Regions from separate parts of the Sus scrofa genome. Here region 2 is linked to region 1. Evidence: chromatin contacts called from public promoter capture Hi-C data. All regions are on one chromosome and are shown on one strand. The core of a region is the stretch at or near the end of the contact, and the rest is flanking DNA. Distances in the headings are between cores, read along the strand shown. Region 1 overlaps NAV2 (neuron navigator 2). Region 2 holds the start of E2F8 (transcription factor E2F8).

Region 1 (2,969 bases), core at 296-2,795:
TTGCCATAGTGAAATTTTCAACCTAAGAAACTCTGGCCAGCTTTACTAAAGCCCCATGAGATGCTCTCACTTGATTCTCTGTCTTCTTAGAAGGAGGCAAGAATGCAAAATAGGGCAGCCCCCGTGCCTCATCTGTCACTTCTGCCTCTTTATTAGTACTAAGAGAGGAGGGTTTCCAGATGACATGGAGATCACTTGACACTGAGCTTGCCCTTGGCCAGAGGGTAAACCCAAAGTGTGCCAGGCATCCCTTTCATTGGATCCTGGAAGTAAGTTTCTACAAAGACTCTCTGTCCCCCTGGGGCTGAGGTAGAACAGAAGATCCAGAAGAAGCGGTGAATCAGTGTGGCTGAGTCACGGGGTTTCCCTGAGAACTCACTGGTGGTGTCTGGATTGTCCTCTCGACAGCCTCCAGGAGAGCTGCAATGACTCAAGTGATGTTCCTGTGCCATAAGCTCCCTGGAACCCTTATCCTGATGAGGGTTCTGGAAAGGGAGCAGGTCACACACTGGAAAGGACTGGTTGGAGAGGCTTAATCAAGGGACTGTTACAGAGACATGGGCAGAGTCAAGCGAACCAGTAGGAACTAGGAAAAGCAGGACCTGTTCTCAGCCCCAGCCTTGGGAGCTGAGGGGAGAAAGCTGTAGCCTTGGACAAGGGGCTCCCCACAGCAGCTTTCACCCTAAGGAGGAGAATGAGATAGTTTGGCAGGAAGCGAGCTGGGGAATTAACACCCCACCCTCTCTGCCACCCCAGCTCTCTTGTCTCTCTTCTCTTGTTGGGCAAAGCCTCTCATTGGTCTAGAGGGCAAGAGAGTCTGGGTAAATGCAGTCTATAGAGCCAGCCTCCTAAACCAGAGCAGGGCAGAGAAGTGTGGAAAATGGTGGGGCCAAAGGAGAAAAATCAGCTTCCTCCAAACTCTCTTATTTTAATGAAGGTCATTTGCATGTTCATTGAAGTTTGCCTTCTGTGTCTCTCCCTGGGTGACTTTCCCAGTGCCCATGGCTACATCTCCATATTGTCAGTACCATTTTGAACACTGCACCAAGGGAGCGATGGGGCTCCATGGAAACCACTCACACCAAGAAGTCAGTACTTCTCTTGTACAAATTACTCTTTCCAAGTCTCCATTTACTCATTGTAAATTGGAGGTAGTAATACCCACCACAGCAGGTGGATGAGATGAGGAAATGCTTATAATGCCCTGAGCCAAAGGCACGGGGTCAATACCCAACAAGTAGCGGTACCATTAAGAAGCAAGAACAACAACAGTTTTTTTGAGTGTTTGCTCTGTGCCGGGTGTTTGTTATTTACTTTAGGATTGTCTATGGATTTAGTTCTCCTTGGTAGACAAGGGCTCTCTCCCCATCATGGTTTTATCAGGACCCAGGGGTAGAGAAATTAAGCAGCTGTCCTTACTCACACTGAGAGCCAATGATGATGCCAATCCAGGACTCTTATTATGACAACCACTATCTTCTATTCCTTCTCAGCAGCGATTGCATCACTACTCACTCGGTGTTCACTTTTGATTTTCAACTAGTAAAGGGTAAGCATGAAGAGCGTACTGCTTAACCCAATCAATCTGGTAGAATTGCACCCCCCTGCGGTGCCAGACTGGGGCTGCCCAGACACCCATCTGGCTTCCAGAGCCACCAGAGCCTTCTCTGTCACTGTCAGCTCCACTCTGCTCCTCTTCTCACAGATGCTGCCTTAGGATCCCCCTTGTGATGGGGCCTTCACTCAGCCCCACAGTTAGACTTGGCAGCTTCCTAAGGAACACCCCCCCCCCATCTGTTGAAATAGAAAACAAAGGCTAAAGGTGAAGAGTACCTTGCTTTTAGTTATGAATTTCTCCTCACTTCCTAGATCTTGGTTCTGTTCTGAGCATTGTTGCTCCCATCTGTGTATTATTGGGGAAATCTCTTGTCATCTCTGGGTCTCAGTTTATCCATCTGTAAAATGGGGAGATTAGACTATGTTTTCTGTAATCGCTTTTAGCTCCATTATTCTATAGCAAGCTGAAAGTGTAGAGACAAACAGAGGGCAGTGAGCCCAGAGGGCATGTGGATAAGCATGTGGATTTCAAAGGCAGGTTGTTAGTTCAGATCCCAGCTCCAACTTTTACTTGCTGTGTGACCTTGGTCAATTATTTAAACACTCTGTCTTAGTTTCCTCATTGGTATATTAGAACATTTACCCTATAGAACTATCCTGAGCATTCAATAGCTGATATATGCCAAGTGCTTAGAACAATACCTAAACAGAGATGGAATGTCTAAATGAGAGCTATTAATATTTTTAAGTGATTTTTATTTTTTCCATTATAGTTGGTTTACAGTGTTCTATCAATTTTCTACTGTACAGTAAAGTGACCCAGTCATACACACACATATATACACATTATTTTTCTCACATTATCCTCCATCATGCTCCATAATAAGTGACTAGATATAGTTCCCAGTGCTATTTGTTGTAGGGAGTTCTCATCATGGCTCAGGAGAAACAAATCCAACTAGTATCCATGAAGATGTGGGTTCGATCCCTGGCCTCACTCACTGGGTCAGGGATTTGGCATTGCTGTCAGCTGTGGTGTAGGTTGCAGATGCTGCTCGGATCCTGCATTGCTGTGGCAGTGGTGTGGTCTGGCAGCTCTGATTCGATGCCTAGCCTGGGAACTTCCATATGCCACTGGTGCAGCCCTAAAAAGACAATATAAATATATATTATTTATTTATTTATTTATTTATTTATTTTGTCTTTTTGCCTTTTTTTTTTTTTTTTTTTTTGTCTTTTTGTCTTTTTGCTATTTCTTTGGGCCGCTCCCGCGGCATATGGAGGTTCCCAGGCTAGGGGTCGAATTGGAGCTGTAGCCGCCAGCCTACACCAGAGAATGATTATACATACATAGAATTAGTTGTAATGCCATTCTTATTGATCCTAGAGCCACATAAGGTGGGTTTGAAATG
Region 2 (2,969 bases), core at 161-2,660, 230 kb before region 1:
AGGCTGAAGAAAACTGACAGCCTACATTTACATCTTATTCCCGACCACAGATAGCCCCCACGGGGCAGAGATCGCCATCAAATGCTTGTAAATTCCTTCAGCAAACCGATCCGCTGTCGTGAGACTTCACGCAACCCACAGAATTTTTAGTGACAGCCCTCTTCCACCTTTAGAGAAGGCAAACCATTTTCTAGACCCCACTGAGTGGACTGTAGCACGCACAAGCACCCACCTGTTCACAGATCAGAGCTCAGGACTCTGCGCACGAGCCCAGGTTCCAGCTAAACAGATAGGACCCCAAGTATCTGGATAAAAGACTGCTTCTAGCTACCGGAATTTCTCCCTTGACACGCACGTGCATAGGCTCAGCAGTAAAGTCTTGGGAAATAGCTTGATAGGTAACTTCCAAATTCAGTCCTTAAGCTCCAAACGTACTCTGGACATTTAAAGAGTGCCTTATGATCAACTACTTTTTTTTTTTTTAAGACTTTAAAGATGCGGCTTCCTTAAAGCGCTGTATACTCGCTATTCAGGTGGCCAGTTCCGGCCACAGTGTTGGAGCCCACCATGGAAGGCTGCACTTGCTCAGTAAGGCAACCAGGTACAGTCTCCCCGCCGCCACCGGCTCCGCGCCCCGCGCACTTCCCCTTGCGCCAGGCCAACTGCCCCTCCCCCGCCGGGCCCAGTCCGCGCGCCGCCAGCGGGGCAGTTCCCGGACCGCATCTTCGCGGTTTCTAGGGCAACGATTCTCGGCCAATGAGAGTGCCAGCTGCGGGCCTGCGATTGGTTGGCGGCCCCAGGGGCGGGTCTGGACCTTCCGCCTTCGATTTAAAAATTTGGCGCGGAAAGCCTGACTGCGGCCGGCGCCGCCCCTTAGCAGCGCGGGGCTTGAGCGCGGGCAAACCCGCGCCCGGAACCACGGCATCCCCGCCCCTCCCCCTCGCTCGCCCCCTCCCCTCTGCGCGGGAGCTCAGCTCCTCCCTCCACGGCCCCCGGCGGAGCGAGAGGCGGGAAACGGCCGCCGCTGCCGCTGTCCTCCCAAGCCCTCTCCCGATGCCAGGCTGGCCGGGCGCAGCGTCTCTCTGCGCCCCGCTGACCTGTCAGTTTACCTCACAGTTGGAGCCGACGGGGGCTGAGCGGGGCTCCTCGGCACCCCTTCCCCGCTCAGGCCCGGGAGCCCGCGTGTCGGGCAGTCAGTCTGTCCTTATGCCGTGTCGAGGTGGGTGCCGGAGGGAAACGCCGGGACCAGGACTGGCGGGCCGGCGGGCGGGCAGAGGGAACGTGACCGTCCAAGAGCAGTCAAGCCCCCGATTTGAAATTAACCCGCTCCCGGCGCGAGCTGATCCCGCGGGCGGGGAGAGCCGCTCCCCTCCCCCACGCCCGCTCTTCCCGGCCCCGGACCTCGCGCGCCAATCCGAGCCTCCAGACAGGAGCCGGTGGCGAATCAGTTTGCAGGCGCCGCCCTCCGGTCCCGCCCCCAAGGCAGAGTTGGGGGAAAAGTTCAGAAACTTTTTTTTTTTTTTTTTGGCAAACACCCCCTCCCCTTGCTCAAAGTTGGGGAATAAAGTTTAGTCTGCCCGGGGCATGCCGGTTGAGACGCGGACTCTGTGTGATCCCCAGTTTGGGTCTGTCCCAGTCTCTACCCAGCCCCACATCCGCTCACCTGCCCTGGGCACCCTAGCCGGGACCAATCCCCCTTCGATTTATGGCATACATTACTGTGCTGCCCACCGAATGCCCATGGCTTCTAGAAATTGGGATGTGGAGGGAGAAGAAGCTTGGCTAACTGGTGCCCAAATTCGATGGGCTCGGGGTCTTGGCCCAGACATGGGAACTCAGGTGTGGAGGAGGAGGAATAAAGGTTGAAAACCCGCCAAGCCTGTTCCTGCCGTCCCCTGTCTTCTCTCTCCTGGTCTCCCACCGGCCCCTCCCTTTCTCCTCCCTGTCGTCTTCCCTCGCTTTTCCTTCTTTTTCCGGTTTCCGAGCCTTGGGCAGCTTCGGCATAGAATATCTAGATATAGAGTTCTAGATTAATTGAAGGTTTGGAAGACGCTATAGTCCAACGCCCTGTTTTACAGATGGAGAAACCGAGGCCCCGGGCGACAGCGCTGCTTTGCCTGTGCCTGGATTGTTTGATCCCGCGTTGTCTTACTCTGCTGTTCAGCTTTGAAACGTTTCCCCTTTCTGGGGACCTGTGCTGGACTTGCCCGGCCGTATGTATTGCCCAACAGCGCGTAGATCTGGGCGCCCATCTACCGACTATTTGGTTTGAGCTCTTCCTCCTCTTTTGAAATCTTGCGTCTCTTAAGCTTCAGCAAAGCCCAGGGCCGGGATCCCCTAGTCCCTTCTCGTATTTCTATGCGTCGGTGAATCACCCAGTGCTGACTTGCAGCGCGGGGTAGTCTTATATTCCCGGACGGATATAAGGGCGGGGATACTGTGATACTGAGGCTACTACGGTCGCTGTGCTGCAGCACAGGCGGTACAGGCAGGGGTCCCTGTGGCTCTTCCTCCCGCAAAACTCGAACTCAGGGTGCTCAAGGTGGCTGCCCTGAAAGGTTATCGTGGTGGTGTCTCGGTCCTTCCTTTTCTATTAGCCGGGGCGCGGATCCTACTGGGCTTCAGGCAAGTGTGGCTCTGGACCAGGGAGGTGCCTCCACCTGAAAGCCGACCTTCAGCGCTGAGCTTCGGCCACTTACAGCTCTCAGATTTAAAATAAAGTGAGGTCACTGGGCAGGGCCCCACCCCCGACAGCACTGAGCATCTGGTTCATACTGAGCCCCCGCACACCTTTTCTGGAGCAAGGTGTGTTTATAAATGCATCAACGAAAAGTGGGCAGTTGGTGCTTCTGCTATAGCCACTGTTTCACAGATTGTCTCCCCCCACCCTTAACCCCACCTCCCGCCCTGCCCAACGTTTACAGGAATGAGTCGAGTCTGTCCAGCTCTACCCAATCCACCTTAAGTTT

The links. Promoter capture Hi-C pulls out the DNA fragments that hold promoters and counts their contacts.
Region 2: a contact with region 1 is called in a promoter capture Hi-C map of liver, with 4 times the contacts expected there. The contact joins the promoter of E2F8 here to the enhancer-like site in region 1. A contact is called at or near these places in 2 of 5 promoter capture datasets (both in liver) and 5 of 47 Hi-C or Micro-C datasets (alveolar macrophages, embryonic fibroblasts, liver and 2 more).

What each region holds. Positions count from the first base shown.
Region 1 is chr2:39,949,152-39,952,120 of Sscrofa11.1, reverse strand. All of the region lies in intron 2 of NAV2 (neuron navigator 2), which reads left to right. Among named protein-coding and RNA genes, the nearest start is that of NAV2, 130 kb to the left of the region's middle. Within about 2 kb of position 1,545, at least 2 of the 83 cell types and tissues checked have an H3K27ac peak or open chromatin away from gene starts, as enhancers often do. A contact at or near this core is called in liver, where this site is marked.
Region 2 is chr2:40,176,623-40,179,591 of Sscrofa11.1, reverse strand. E2F8 (transcription factor E2F8) reads right to left here and starts at 1,410. Exons shown (of 13, transcript XM_003122925.6): 1 at 1,110-1,410.